Linked DNA regions of Triticum aestivum: region 2 is linked to region 1. The links are chromatin contacts, called in public Hi-C maps. All regions are on one chromosome and are shown on one strand. The core of a region is the stretch at or near the end of the contact, and the rest is flanking DNA. Distances in the headings are between cores, read along the strand shown. Region 1 has its middle 260 kb from the start of TRNAT-UGU. Region 2 holds the start of LOC123060690 (protein HEADING DATE 3A).

Region 1 (7,528 bases), core at 1,527-4,026:
TTTTAGTGCATGATTAACATTTTTTCTATTCAAATTTAGTATTTTTTTCAACTGCAAGATTACTTAGTTTTGAATACATGATGAACATTTTTCTATATAGATTTAACAGTTTCTAAATGCTTCATTAACATTTCTCAAATAGAAGTTTAGCATTTTTAACACAATAAAACTTTAACTCTTTTTAAAACACGTGGTCAACATATTTTATATACACATTTAACATTTTCAAAATACTTAATTAACATTTTTATAATACATGTTAAACATTTTTTAATACATGTGCAACTTTTTCCTATACATATTTAACATTTTGAAATATTTGTCTAACATTTTTAAAATACTTATTTAACATTTTTAGAGTACTTAGTTAACATTTTTTATTTTTTTGTAATATATTTATTTCGAATAATTGAAGTTATAAACGAAATTAAAGGAAAAAAACGAAAAAAAATGAAAAAGGAAAAACAAAACGGGGCTGTGGTGTCCCGTGTGCTTGGGCTGGCCATTCACGGAGACGTGAAACTATGTGTCGAGAACATGCTAGGTGTCGAGAGTCCCTATGTGCCGCGCGTGCGCGTCAAAGCAAGCCAGCTTCGCCGAAGGCTGGGGCGTCTGGGCCGCCCATTTGGAGTAACAAGCTTGTGACACGTAAAAAGATCGCAAAAACTAGGAGCAACTAGTTAACGAGCGCTTCTTCGAGAGCCTCATAACGATCAGCGCCACTTGGCGAGCTCTTACTCATTCGCCACGTGTCGGGCTCTGAACGCTTCTTTCGGATTTTGTTTGTTTTTTTATTTTTCCGCACGCGTTTCTGGCTTTTTAAACGGGTTTTTTCAGGGTTTTTCGATGTTTTGGTTTTCCCCCGGTCTTCCTTAGCTTTTAGATAAAAAATTCAAAAAAAAAATTTGCGCGAAAAAAACACGTTTTTTTTTTTGCAAAAGTCACGATTTTTTCTCGCGAGAGGCACGCTTGTACTTTAGCGAGAGTCACGGCCGTGCCTTTCGGAAACGGAAAAAAACGCGTTTTCCGTTTTTTCTTTCTTTCGCGAGAGTCATTGTTTTGCTTCTGCGAGAGGTACGGTTGTGTTTTCGCGAGAGTCACGGTCGTGCCTCTCGGAAAGGGAAAAACAAAACGCGTTTTCTGTTTTTTTTTCTTTCGCGAGAGTCACGTTTTTGCTTCCGCGAGAGGTACGCTTGTGCTTTCATGAGAGTCATGGCCGTGCCTCTCGGAAAGGAAAAAAATATGCGTTTTCTATTTTTTTTTCAGTCTGAGAGTCACGGTTTGCTTCCGCGAGAGGCACGGTTATGCTTTCACGAGAGTCACGGCCATGCCTCTCGGAAACGAAAAAAAAACGCATTTTCTGTTTTTTTTTCACGAGAGTCACGGTTTTGCTTCCACGAGAGGCACGGGTGTGATTTCGCAAGAGGCACGAGTGTCCCTCTTTCGGAAAGGGAAAAAACCGTGCTCCCGGTTCGGTTTTTTCGCCTGATTTTTTTCGTGAAAAAAAATCGTCAAAACCTATCAACATGGGATCTAGTTTTGAAGATCTCAACGCGAGGAATCCAATGGTGAAAACGGTTCGAGATTTGGACGCACGGTTTAAAAGATAAAGCGTTTTGAATAAGCAAATCTACGAAAAAAGGAAAAACTCTCAGTGCGCCACTTGTCGCGACAAGGGAAAATGAAGTGTTCTTTGCAATAAGTACTCCTTAATTAATGATTTTGGCAAAAGTAGTGGGAAAAGTGGGATTTGAACTCACGAGCAAACTCTCATAGAGCAGAGAAGCTAACCAGTTATGCTAATAACTTCTAGTGCTAGATTCACGGCCCGAGCGTTTAACTATGGAAGTTCTTTTGAAAAACAATCAAAACAAAGTACAGATTAATATTTTGTAATATCCATTGAACATTTCGTAAATATATTCTGAACATTTTCTTATTTTACAATAAACATTTTGAATAATACATGATGAGCTTTTGGTATTATATGATAAACATTTAGGAAAAAAATATGAATATATGCATTGAACAATTTTCTAGAAAAATGCATTGAACATCTTTGTAACATATGTTGAATAATTTTTGAATACACATCGAACATTTGTGTGATATACACGAACAAATTTCGAAAATATAGTGAACATTTATATTTGTTGAACAATTACTAGTATACGATGAACATTTTTATAAATATACCATGAACATTTCCTCGATATAAGCTGAATATTTTTGTAACGTGCAAATTTGTATACTAGAGGAAATAAGAAGCAAAAAGAAAAAAGAAAAAAAGAGAGAAACAGAAACAGCAAAAAAAAAACAGAACAAAAGAAGAAACACGAAAGCGAATTTGGGCCGGCCCAAAGTAGGGCGTGGGAGGTCGCCCTTCAGTGAAGCAATGCCCTTTTGACGCTCACGAGCGTCAAATAGGAATCGCCCGTCAAATAGGAATCGCCGTTATACGCGAGACATAGGGCTGCCCAGGCTCGCAGAGGCCAGGCGGGCCTATTCTTCTGCACGATGCAATAAAGGCTTCGCCAGATTGTCTAAAAAAAACCTACTCAAGAAAAAATCGTGCAATGACAGGCCTCCGCACTTTCTCGGCAGTTCCAGCGGAGCTCGAAAAGTGGTACGCAGGCGAAAAACGCAGCTTCACGTCTCCGTCCTCCGCCACTGAGGAGCTGGCTTGGCTTGGCAGCAGCGTCTCTTTCACCTTATCTTACACCATTCTGCACATTTCCCCGTAGTTTTCTCGAGGCAACTTCGTCTAGGATATTATCTGATGTGGACTGATCCTAGTAGAGATGGGATGTGATCACCACAAATAATAATGCCTTCTGGATTTATCTATCTGAATGAAGCGCTCGTTGATTCATTCATTCGCGGGTTGCGTGCCGGGGAAGGCTCTTGCAGCTGACTGGGCCGAGCCCTCGCAGCTTTCGACACATAGGAACGTTCCAACTGCGAACGAAGCATCACCAAGTCCTGTCGTGCTCTTGCTATCGACGGAGTGGGTGTCGACTTGTGACTTGTCATGGTCCAGTGTTTGGTTATCTGAAGGTGCTGTTGTTTGAAAGGCACGCAGGCTACTCCTGTTTGCACGGAGTATGATGATACAACAGTGAAATGGCGCAGACAGAGAACGAACCGTTTATATTACCCAGAGGCCACAGCCATCCGGTTCGTTCAAAAGCTAGCTGTCCTTACTTGCGAGCAACAAAGGTAGGAGGGGGCGAAGGTCTTTTTGGTGCCAGTTCAGGATACAATACTGTAGCTTAGGGCATTTCCAACGTCAACCCGTAGAAACCCTCTCGCATCCGTCCGCGGACTGGTCCCTCTATCCGCGGACACGGATACGGGAGGACGTCATCCAACCGTAACCGCATACATTTTCACAACAACTCAAACCAACTGGACAAAATTCGTGCAAACACAGCCGGCTTTTATATAAACATGACGGTTTTTATATAAAAAGCCGGCTTTTCATATAAAGATGACGGATCTCAGTACATTTACATCAACGGTGCTAGTCTGGCTGTGGAGGTATAATAATACCTAAACTAAATCGCCGTCGCGGATCCTTTTGTCTTTCTCATGTCCGGCACCCCAATCACCGGACTACCGGGAGCCCCAGAGGTATATGCTTCAGCGCAAATGATGACTCGCTTCCCCACCACTCACCGGAGTGGGACCTCCGGCTGATGCTTCAGCGGGACGGAAAGGCGGCGCCTCCGCTTCCGTGGAGCCCACGTGGGATCGACGGAGGTCCTCGAAAGAGAAGAACCGGGCAAGACACCGGCTGTGTACGTCGGCATCGCTTAGGCGGTGGCCTTCATGGGACCCAAGCGGCGGCGGACTCTCGTGTTCTACTTCTCCTCGATGATGGCGGCGGGCGCGAAGGCGCCGGCCACCAACTCATCGTTCTCGGCGAACCCGGCTTCTGTCTCTGCCTGGATGGCGCGGTCGTAGGCACGGGAGGCACAGTCACACGCACGGGAGGCACAGTCGTTGACGGCAGGGATGACGTCTGTGCTGCCGTGCTCCCCGCCGTGCCGGCGTGGAGAAACTCGGTACTCCTCATCTAGTGGGCCTGGAGCGGCGAGTTGTTGAAGCACGACACAACTTGGGACGACAACTTGCTCCGACGGGTCATGTGCGAGTGGTGGAGCAGCGAGCTGCCTCGCTCGTATCCGGCGGGCTCGGCGGACCAACCAGCCGGTTTGTATGCCGGAGAACTGCTCTTCGAAGCCATTAGAAGAGTGGTGAAGGAGGAGATGGGGATCCGCAAAGGGGTGCGATTCTTGCCCGGCGTCTGGCCTCGTATAAATAGAGGGCAAACAGGAGGAGCTTGGCCGGCATTGCGTTTAATGTCGACCTGCTCATGAGCGGACGTATGACCGGAGTAGGCTTCTCGGCTTCCATGCGATTTTAATGGAGGTGTATGAATGCGGCGAGGAGGCGTGTTCACCTAGGCGTGCAGCGGGCGGCGCCCTCGGCCGGGGCGCCGCTTCGATGGCGGAGGCAGTGTGAGGTCGCATTAGTCTTGAGCTGTCTTCAATGCAGAGCGGCACGCTCTACACCAGCATGAATGCGGGCAGCAGGCGCCGGGCGGGAGCGCGTGCGGGAGGGATTTTTTGGTGGGCCAGGGCGGTCAGAAATTGGCCTAGGATCAGGCCTATTTGCCGCAAACCTCCCCCACTTTTGTCTCTTGTTTGCGGGAGAAATCGCGTCCGGACCCCGCGGACAGATACAGATCGGTGTTGGGTGGGTTCTGTGGTCAGGACCGTTGCAGGAGGTTTATGGGTCCGCCTTGGAGATACCCTTACGTGTTGATGTATGATATGAAGGTGATTAGATGGCAGGTCAAGCTCGTCCAGTCCCTCTCGTCTTTCCCAAGAGTGATAGGAAGGAAAACCTAGCCACCGCCGGGGCCTCCTCTTCCCTGTCCTCCTCCCTTGCCTCCACCAGAGAGCGCGGCCGGGCTTTGGCGGCAGGGATCCATCATCCTCTCGCGTGGTGGACTCGGCAAGGACCGGGTCTGTTGGGCCGGAGTGCGGCGCCAGCGGCGCTTGCCAGAGCAAGGCAGCGACGACGGCGTGGCAGGTGCGCGTCGGGCAATGTGGGGCAGAGCGCGCTGGCAGATCAACTACGGTGGCCTTCGCGGCAGTCAGATCTGACCCGCGGGTGGCATAGGTTGCGGTCAGCCGGCTACATCGTGGTTGTGAAGGTTGCGCGTCACGGCGGCGGCATGTCTCCCTGCTCGGCGTGGCCTTTTAACGATGCGGCGGCCTCGAGCGGCAAAGGTAGTGGTCTCCTTATCGTCATTGTGATAGGAGGATAAAAGTGGCTGACCATGGGGCAGCGCACAAGGGATTCGGGACCTAGTGCCCGGATCTGACGGTCGCGCTGACGGTTGCCATTATATGGGCAACGATAACGGCTGGCGCGGCGGTGGGTGCTTCGTGTAGCACCCAGTATCGGGGCGGCGGCCTCTCTTCTTTGAGGACGGCACACTTCGTGGTCATGCAGGCGACGCAGAGTCAGGATCTCGAGGTGGTGACGGCCTTTTGAGCCTAGTGGAGGTATTGGACGTGTCCTCTGTCAATAGATGGGGTTCGATGCGGCTCGATAGGTGACAGTTGTGTCCCTTTTAGAGTCATCGGGCAGTGCCTATCGCCGACCGGTGAAGCCTCTGGCGGATGCTACGCACAACGTCTCGTGCGGGGATGTTAAGTCATGCCTGCTACTGGCACGTGCTGCATGGTGGCTCTGGCGGAGGTCTCATATCTAGCTTGTTGCTGCTAGATCAAAGGTGGTATGATAGTGGCAAGAGGCAGGCGGTATGGCACGTCTGTCTTTTGTGTCCTCTTCAGAGGTATCCATGTTGGGAAACATCATAGAAAACAAAAAAGTTCGCCATACGATCACCCATGAATACTATGAAGATGCCCTAAACGGGTTGGATCAGATTGTTACCGAGTCCGAGTTGCAGTGAAAGAATACGAGTCAGTGTAGATCGTACTTGGAGTCCCTCGAACCGTAGATGAATGATCCCTCTAACCGCCCATGAGCAGTCCCTCGAATGGAAGACCGAAAGCATGAAATCTCTACGAATTGCAAGCGTACGTTCTTCACGATCCGACAGTGCTTCACCGTCCAGAGCTAATCATTGCTGAAGTATTATACGGGGGATTAGAACCACACTGTACTTCTAATTATGAGGATGAGAGAATCTAGGTCTAGCTCTAATTGATCAACTAGGACCAACTAGAACTAGAACTAGAACTAGAACTAGAGGAGGCTCCAAAACTTATGTGTTCAAAAGTGCCCAAAACCTCTAGTTTATATAGGTTGGAAGGGGAGAGGGGGGCGCCACACATGGGGAAGTAAATCCTCGCCCTTTGCCTCGGCCCCAGGGAGAGGAGGATTCCTCCCCTAGTCCAGTTTGGCCTCACAGTATGGCTAAGGGGGGACCCACCAATATAAAAGCACACTAACAAACATTAGAGCTTATTATTATTAATTTAGCATCATTTGAAACATTTTTACCTATATATTATTTATCAGAAATACCTGGTATTACCCGATAAACTCCGAAACCCTTCCGATGACCAGGGAACGCTTCCGGTTCCTCTTGAATCTATTTCGAATATTAGTGAAACTATTTCACAAATATATTCGCATTATTCCTGCCCTACTAACACTCAACATGTCGTGATTACCTTAAGCTTGTGACCCGATAGGTTCGGTAAAACATAGACATGAACAAATCTCCTTTCGTTCAATGACCTATAGCGGAACCGGGGATGTCCACATTGATCCATATGACTACACAAATGAAATTTGAGTGAACCTTAGCTTATTATGTGCTATTCCCCTTTGCTTCATGATACGTTACAAAACCCGAGGCGAGATATATTGCTATCCTCTTGAGTCATACACATGCTCACTATACCGATCTCCTCGTTACTGGTTTTGTTTTTGTTTCTCGTTGACACGTTCCTACATCCCTGTGACATAGTCACCTGTGTCTGGCCAGATGATGATCGATGCCGTCACACTGAGAGGCCCTAAGAATACCTCTCCATCGTCGGAGGAGCAAATTCCACTCTCGAGCAATCTGGTCCATTGTGAAACTTCCCAATGAACCTGCAAGTTGCCGTTATGATCACCGTGTTAAAAATAACGTTTGAGCAATCGCAAAGTTCATCATACGGTAAGAAGCGAGTACGACACTCTCATGGTCTAAGGACCTAAATCACACGTTAACACTCTATGTTATAACAATTGACTTTTGATGATATTATCTTTAAGTATAACAAACAAGTTTGGGTCAATACAATATGATTGTTCTCCTAACATCATATTCTCAATGTTAACGATATCCTAAGATCTGGAAAACATGATCACCAACAACACTTGAGCTAGTCTTAGAGGCAAGACTAGGAATCTTATTTTGACATTATCATTCCACATGTGCATATGAATTTTCCACTGAATCGGATATCTTAGGATGACAACAATTATAGCG
Region 2 (7,853 bases), core at 457-2,956, 270 kb after region 1:
GCACTCTGCCGCGGCCATGCACCACCGATCCGTCCATTTGACTGTCTCGTCGTCGTCGCACCGGATAAAAAGACAGCTGGAAAACTCGCCCGCCTTTCTTTTCCGCTTCTCCGGTTCCATCGCGCACGTACGCAGGAGTACATGACGGCATGCGAAGATTGGAGCTTCCGTGCAAATGTTCCCGGTGAGCTATCTGGCTAGTACGTAGCTAGCTAGGCCCGCTGTGTATGGTTGGTCACGGTCACGGCTTTAGTGCAGGAACAGGAGTTCCATGTTTATGCCTTCCCTTTGCGATCTGAGCATGATGAAACCGTGTAAATTCTACAACATTATTGAGAAAAAAACAGTGTAAATTTTCATATTAAAAAACAGTGTGAAGTTCCGGTGAGCTACGCTAGCTAGCTAGGCCCGCTGTGTATCATTGCATTAAGGAAGAAGCGGCAAAGAAGACGAGTACAACGCCTTTCAGTCATTACAACGTCAATCTCGAGAATTAGCAACCACACCCGCCACTCACAAGAACATATTAATGTTCAAACTAGTTTACGACATGTTGGCCCTGCCTTTCAGACTGGATTGGCAGTGATTTAGTATGCAGTTGATGTTGTAAACACCGCATAGGGTTTCGACAAGAAATGCTAGACATGCCCTTTTAAACATAGTTACGCTCAGTTAGCCGCGGGGGGGGGGGGGGGGGGGGGGGATTAACCAAATGAAAAACAAATAGGGAAAATTGGATGGAAAGCTGGATCATCATAATTTATCTCAACGCCAAACAGATTCTTGATATTTCTAAATTTTGCACATGACCCATCTTCCGTAAAATAATCAGCTATACCTCATCTCTTACTAGGTATCGCATGTTAAACATTTTTTTAATCACGGGGGAAAGAGGTTCCTCACCTGAATTTCCATTAAAGAAGGCCCAAAGTCCCAAAGAGTTTTTACACCCCAAGGGAGAATATATAGAGAGAGATATACACCAAGTGGATACAGAGAGAGGGGGTCTGGCACTGATCACGCGGGAATCTGGCCCATCATAGGACGGCATCATCTTTGCACAGCTTCCTAAGTTGAATAGTCGAGGGGGTCGCCGCATTGAAGACGACATCATTCATGTGTTCTCAGAGGTTCCAAACACACAACATCATCAATGAGGACACCGAGGTTTGCGACATCGACGCCGAAGTAGCCGCGTCGGGGGGGGGGGGGGGGTGCAGTGACAAGCTGAAGAGCCGAGAGGGGTGGGGTTTTACCCCACTCAAAATTTAAATTGCGATAAAAGATTGATTGTTTGTGTTGTAAAAAAATGCACTCTCTAATCCATATTTGTTGTCGCTCAAATAGATATCACTGAAATATGTCCAGATATATCTGTTTCAGCGACAACTAATATGGATCGGAGGCTTATATCACCTGAATTTACAAAGAAGCGACTCCACACAAATCCTTTCCTCCCACCTAAATTTTCCTCTTGGTCCACCCCGGACACAAGCCCATTAGTTTCCCAGTAAAACAGGTAGCGGTTAAGAGCCTAACCGTGGGCTGGCTAATGAATTAAGTTTCGAGGGGACGCATAGAAAACATGGGGCTGTTGTATATTCGCTCTCCGCCTCTCTCATGCGCCGCACCGCACGTACCGCCAGCAGCAGCAGCACGGGCGCCTCTCCTTTCCTAGACGGGCAATAGGCCATTTGACCCACCCACTCCCCCCTTTCCCAAACACGACTCTTCCCCATCGCCACAGGAGTCCGGACTCCGGACAGAGCAATGGACTTGGTGGCCGGCCGATCGATAGATTCTCCCCACCCAGGCCGTCGATCGACAGCAACCATCTAGGACTAGGAAAGCCTGAGTGCCTGACGCACGCGGTACGCCTCGGCAGCTGCTCGTGCTCCAGCAGGTAGCTAGCCTAGCCAGGGCCGTCGCGCTGGAGGAGCGAGCGAGCGAGCGAGCTAGTCCAGAGATCTCTCTCTCCTCTCCTCGCCTATAAGTACGTCAGGCCGTCGTGGTGCAATAGCAACGACGACGGCCTCACCGAAACCACACACACGCAGCTAGAGCTGCTAGCACGGGCGAGCTGAGAGAGCTGGCCGCCTTCACACACACACCGCCACTCCTGCTCGCCGGCGGCGGAGAAGGATCGGTGGTGACAAGAAGGAGGAGAAGAAGAAGAAGATGGTGGGGAGCGGCATGCAGCGCGGGGCCCCGCTGGTGGTGGGGCGCGTGATCGGCGACGTGGTGGACCCGTTCGTGCGGCGGGTGGCGCTGCGGGTGGGCTACGCGTCCAGGGACGTGGCCAACGGCTGCGAGCTGAGGCCGTCCGCCATCGCCGACCCGCCGCGCGTCGAGGTCGGCGGCCCGGACATGCGCACCTTCTACACGCTGGTGAGTCCGCCGACCGATCCGGCTCCGCTTCCCGCCGTACGTCGCTCTAGCTCATGCTCCTAGACTGCTTACTCAAGTGGCTGCTGGCTGCGCGCAGGTGATGGTGGATCCGGATGCTCCAAGCCCCAGCGATCCCAGCCTTAGGGAGTACTTGCACTGGTGAGGAGAGCAGAGCACGCGCCGGCAAAACTCCTAGCGGCCTCGCTCCCTACTTCCCTAATCCCTCCCTAGCTAGCTTGCTTGCTTGGAAACATCCCCCCCCCCCCCCCCCCCCCCATGCCGTGCCGTGCCCCTAACCTATACTACCATATATCCAATCTAAATTCAGATTTATTGCCTCAGGCAGATATTTGTATACAGTTGACGGGGCCAAATAGGATCTTTCCGCCAAAAAGGCCTCCGATCATTCGATGGGATTAATCAGGGATAAAACGATAGCTCACTCTCTCACGTGGTGTGGTGGAGGCATGGGTGAGTTCAATCAAATTCTTGACTTCTTGTGCACCCGACCTCCAAGTACATGCTAGGGCCCTAGCGGATTCCAAAACCAAAGATAAAAGTAAATAAACGAGAAGGAATGGCTTCTTCTTGATTTTATGCGCGGAGTGGCTAAATAAGATTAGATTCTTATTGAGTTATGTGTATATGATAATAGATTGGCATACATAGTTTAGGGGAATACGCATTTAGACGCACAATAATACAATTAAGCAACTAATGTGCCTATAAAAGAGTTCCACTATGTTTTTAAATCATCTCACCAGTTAGTAACTTCGAAATTATCTTATATAGTCCTATATATGGAAAAGAAAGCATGTTATCTCGGCCCATGCATGGGGGGCGCATGTACTTAGGAGAAGGAAAAATTATAAAGAAAGAAACACCAACATTTGCAGCACACACACACACACACACACACATACAGCTATTCTAATGCACAAAGGTATTAAACTAAAGCTAAAAGTACGAAAATTCAAGATATACCAAATTACTGCTCCCTCTGTTCCATATTAGTTGTCACTGGTTTAGTATAAAGCTAAAAGTACTACTCCCTCCATTCCTAGATATAGGGTGTATAGTTTTTGGCACAAAAATTTAAAAACCCGTGTGGAGGGAAAATTTCACAAGTTTTGGGCAAGATTAAACTTGACTAATTGACATGAGGAAATAGAGGAGCTTGCCCGATATAAGGAACTGTAATCAAATTCCTAAAAAATATATCCAAACGAGTGGTGCAATGCAATACACCTTATACTTTCGGACTTTTTCTCAAAAATCTATACACCTTACATCAAGGAACGGGGGGAGTAATATGGATGGAGGGCGTATGAAATAGGAAACTTGTTTGCATTGTACAATTAGAATCAAACCGGAATAACCGGGACAATTATATCTTTGCTAATTAGGGTTATCACATTATGGGTTTATATTAGCTTATGTTAAACATAAAATAGGCATATGCAACAATTAAACTAGAACAAAGGTAATTACACCATAAATGGGATTAAAAAAATCAATGCTAAGTTAACTAGAACTTCTAGTGAAGTAAAGCAAGCGAAAAGCATAAATTTAAGGAAAAATGAAAGGTTAGGATTGCTAGAGGTAGCAAATTGTTTTTTGTTCTATGGGAAGATGATATGTCTCATCAGTCCGTTACTAATAGAACAAGAATGACATTTTACGAGTTTGCATTAAATTATATGCTCTAGTTCGCACATTATTAACTAGACTTGTAATGAAATGTATATTTTTAATAAAAAAACTATATCCTTTGATAAGATGTATCCTACATATATTTAGCTAAAGATTTAAGGGGAGGGGAGGGGGGGGGGGGGTCCTTATTCATTGTTTTGAGTTTGAACTATATATACCGTACAAGGCTACAAAATAATTGCTTCGCTTTTGCAAGTTTTAGAAGAGAAGAAAAATTCTCACAAGGTCTTACAACATTAAGCCAAACAAAATAAAGAATCGGTTGAGGACATTAATGTTATCTCTTATGCAATAGTATTTTCGTGGTGTGATCAGGAAACAATGCATAAGTGGAAGAAAAAAAAAGAGTCATCATCTAAAAAAACTAATATATAGTGCAACATGCCAATAAATGCATATCTCATGCTTTATTCAGTTTTTATTTTTCAAATAAAACTTGTGCAGCACAAAAATTGGCTTCGGCGAGAAATATTTATTTTAACACCATCAATTACTTAATTCCTGTGACGCGATATAAAAATCTAGAACACCGGCATGGAAGGCAATGTTTGCTTTGCACTTATATTGAGGCAGGGGGCGCCAAATTTGTATCCCTCTTTACATGCCCATGCTGGGGCTGCTTGACAACCAATTCGCAAATACCTGGATGGCCTACTCATAGCCTAAAAGGGTCACCCCAAAGGTCCAAACTGCAGAGGTTTCCTGAGACCAGAATCTCCTGCACAAACTTAATCATCAATTTCACTGAAGACTACTCATCTGCTCCATCTGTAAAGAAATATAAAAACGTTTAGATCATTATTTTATTATATTTCTTTACGGAGGGAGTGCTTTTTTGTAATTAAGTGCTGAACCAATATTAATGTGATCTACCGATGCAGGCTGGTCACCGACATCCCGGGGACGACAGGAGTATCTTTCGGTACAGGAGAAGAAAACTGATCTCACGTCTCACCACTTTATTATACAGAACTCAGCGTCGCTCTGGGCTCTAAATCTAATGGAACTTTTCGTACGGATGCATGTCCAGGGACCGAGGTGGTGTGCTACGAGGGCCCGCGGCCGGTGCTCGGGATCCACCGGCTGGTGTTCCTGCTCTTCCAGCAGCTGGGCCGCCAGACGGTGTACGCGCCGGGGTGGCGGCAGAACTTCAGCACCCGCGACTTTGCCGAGCTCTACAACCTCGGCCTGCCCGTCGCCGCCGTCTACTTCAACTGCCAGAGGGAGACCGGAACCGGCGGGAGGAGGATGTGATCATGATCACCAGCTCCTTGTAGTACGATACTAGTAGTATATGTGACCACAGGATATGACGATGATGATGATGGTGGTGAGGATGAAGTCGATCGTATGGGTGGTTTGATTATACAGGGCGAAATGGAGAAAGCATTTGTAATGTTCGAGATAATAACTATGCGTGCGACATTTTTGGTCCGATGCTCGTGCATGCTACGTACTTCTGAACCACACAGATTGAAAAGATGTTGGGATCCAACGGGCCAGCCGGGAGATCGTACGGAAATCAGATGGAAATTGTCGTGCGGGTAGCGTCGCTGTATTTGTAATGTATATGTGTGAACTGTCTTTATACTTTGTAGAAATGTATTATTGGGTGCTTGTGGTTGTTCATTTGCCACCCCACCTCCTCTCTACCGGAAGTAATTTTCTTACAAGACGGCTATCTCTTCTGGTCCCAATATTGTTTTCACGTCTTAAGAAATGTAACAGGTTATTTCTACGGCTTTCTATTTTGTGTTTAGCACAAGTAGTTTTGTGTAATCATTTGTTCTGAAATAAGCCAACATAATGAAGAATAAGAATAAACAAGTACTATTTGTTGAATCCAAGACACGATCTCAATACTCTAGAACCGCGAATAAAGACATCATTTTGCATTTGTTTTCTTATCTTTGTAAAACGTTCTTGTAGCAACAACTTGCATCTCGCGTGTTCCTTTAACAAGGAAAGACATTCAAATATGATTCAATGGTTGTGAAAACACATGTATCTATCATTTATATTGTTGGAAGCAGATAACAAACATTGTTCATGAGGCACGATTGCGGCCGAGGAAGAGGGCTACTCAAGAACCTAGAATACAAATATCTATTTTTTTCATGTTTCTTCTTGTAGATCAAAGCTTTGTGTAGTCTAAACGTTACTTTCCTGTTCTCCCTCTCCCAAGGCCCTAGATAGCCATCACCGCTCCCTGCCAGCAAGGCCATAGATCCACTCCTCCTCCACCGGCTGCTCCGATGTAGGCACTGCGGTGGTGATGGTGGCACCATGCAGATTAAGAATAAAAGGTTTTCTTGACTCCTGGTCCGCCTCGTCAGCGGGGGTCTCGACAACGAAGTAAAGGAGGGCGGCAAATTGTATGTTACTACTCTTTTGGAGTGGTGGATCTGGTTATGTCTTCATGTTATGCTTTTAGCAGAGTGAGTGCATTGTGGCGCTTCGTGTCTTGGTCCTATGGCTCCTCCAACCGACGATGTTTGGCCAACTTCGACATTCGTTAGGGAGCATCTGAGATTAGGTCTCTCTGCATCTGTCTAGCCGAATCTAGGAGGATCATCTAGCCCTTTTCGCCGCCTTATTATCTGGGATGGCGATCTGTTTTTCAAATCGATGTCATCCACGCCTTCCGGCTTTGATTGGTCTCAACGCGGTGTCAACAACGAAGGTCCAGAGACGGCATCGAGCTTCGTTCACAGCACGCCTTTGGCGAGTGCAAGAGGAAGACGGGTATCAATTTCCCCAAGGACCTGTGTGTAATTTTTAGTTTATGTAAGGATGACCTTGTAAGGATTGGTCTGCTTTAATAAATGGATTTTGGCCTTTTCGCAAAAAAAGTGCTCTAAACATTATGTAAAAGGTTATTGTAGAAACAACTCACATATACCTTTCATAAAGAAATACATTCAATATCATTCAACCTTGCAAAAAAAACCTATTTATCATTTGTGTTGTTGGAAGCAGCTGAGAGCACATATTAGTAAAATTATGTGTAAGCTACTGTTCATAACGCATAAGGGGCCTGCTCGAGTACATTACCTTTGCTACCACCAATCTTACTTCGCTTTGCACTTCTGCAACTTTAAATCCTTGTTTAAAACGTGTGAATTTCTTATGTTAAATTCCTTCAATTGTAATGCATACTTTAAATTGTGTGCACATATTTCAAAAGTTATGTACACCTACTGCTTATATAGTTTGCATTTTCAAAAACTATCTACAAAACGTAGAATATCATAACTCAGATGACTAGGTTCCGTGTGGTGAAACCTGCCCACATGGGTCAAGTCTTAGACTTGGCATAGGTGGTCACATTTTCTTGGATTCATTTTAGCATTTTCAGTGCTGCTCTTTAAGCGGTATGGCATATTCGTCAATTTTTGTGATTAAGGAAAAAATTAAAACATGTTAAGATATTTGTAAAAAAATCTCAAGAAAAAGATGTAAAAAAATTCAAATATGTGTGCTCACAAAAAAAAAACAAATGTATGGCCATATGTGCATGAAAAGAATTAGGAAAAGTATGTATACATCTTTTGTGATTAAGAAATTTTATGTCTTATTATGCACACTAAACTTGTTAAGATAGTTGTTACGATTTTTTACATATTATGGCAAGTATACATCTACGGGATTTCTAGAATACTTACATGCACAAACACATGGGTGATATGTATGTGGAACTATAATATCAAGATTATACTAGCCAGTTGTGCGTACGTCACCCCGCAAAAAAA

What was found. Hi-C and Micro-C count contacts between places; a contact is called where the count stands out from the background.
Region 2: a Hi-C map of leaf shows a contact between it and region 1, with 5 times the contacts expected there. The contact joins the promoter of LOC123060690 here to the enhancer-like site in region 1. A contact is called at or near these places in 3 of 5 Hi-C or Micro-C datasets (leaf and an unstated tissue).

The regions. Positions count from the first base shown.
Region 1 is chr3A:135,256,660-135,264,187 of IWGSC CS RefSeq v2.1, forward strand. No RefSeq gene overlaps it. Among protein-coding and RNA genes, the nearest start is that of TRNAT-UGU, 260 kb to the left of the region's middle. Within about 2 kb of position 2,777, at least 2 of the 8 cell types and tissues checked have an H3K27ac peak or open chromatin away from gene starts, as enhancers often do. A contact at or near this core is called in leaf, where this site is marked.
Region 2 is chr3A:135,527,789-135,535,641 of IWGSC CS RefSeq v2.1, forward strand. It overlaps LOC123060690 (protein HEADING DATE 3A), which reads left to right and starts at 1,707. Exons shown (of 4, transcript XM_044483507.1): 1 at 1,707-2,388; 2 at 2,486-2,547; 3 at 4,983-5,023; 4 at 5,132-5,782. The coding sequence starts at 2,179. The coding sequence ends at 5,355.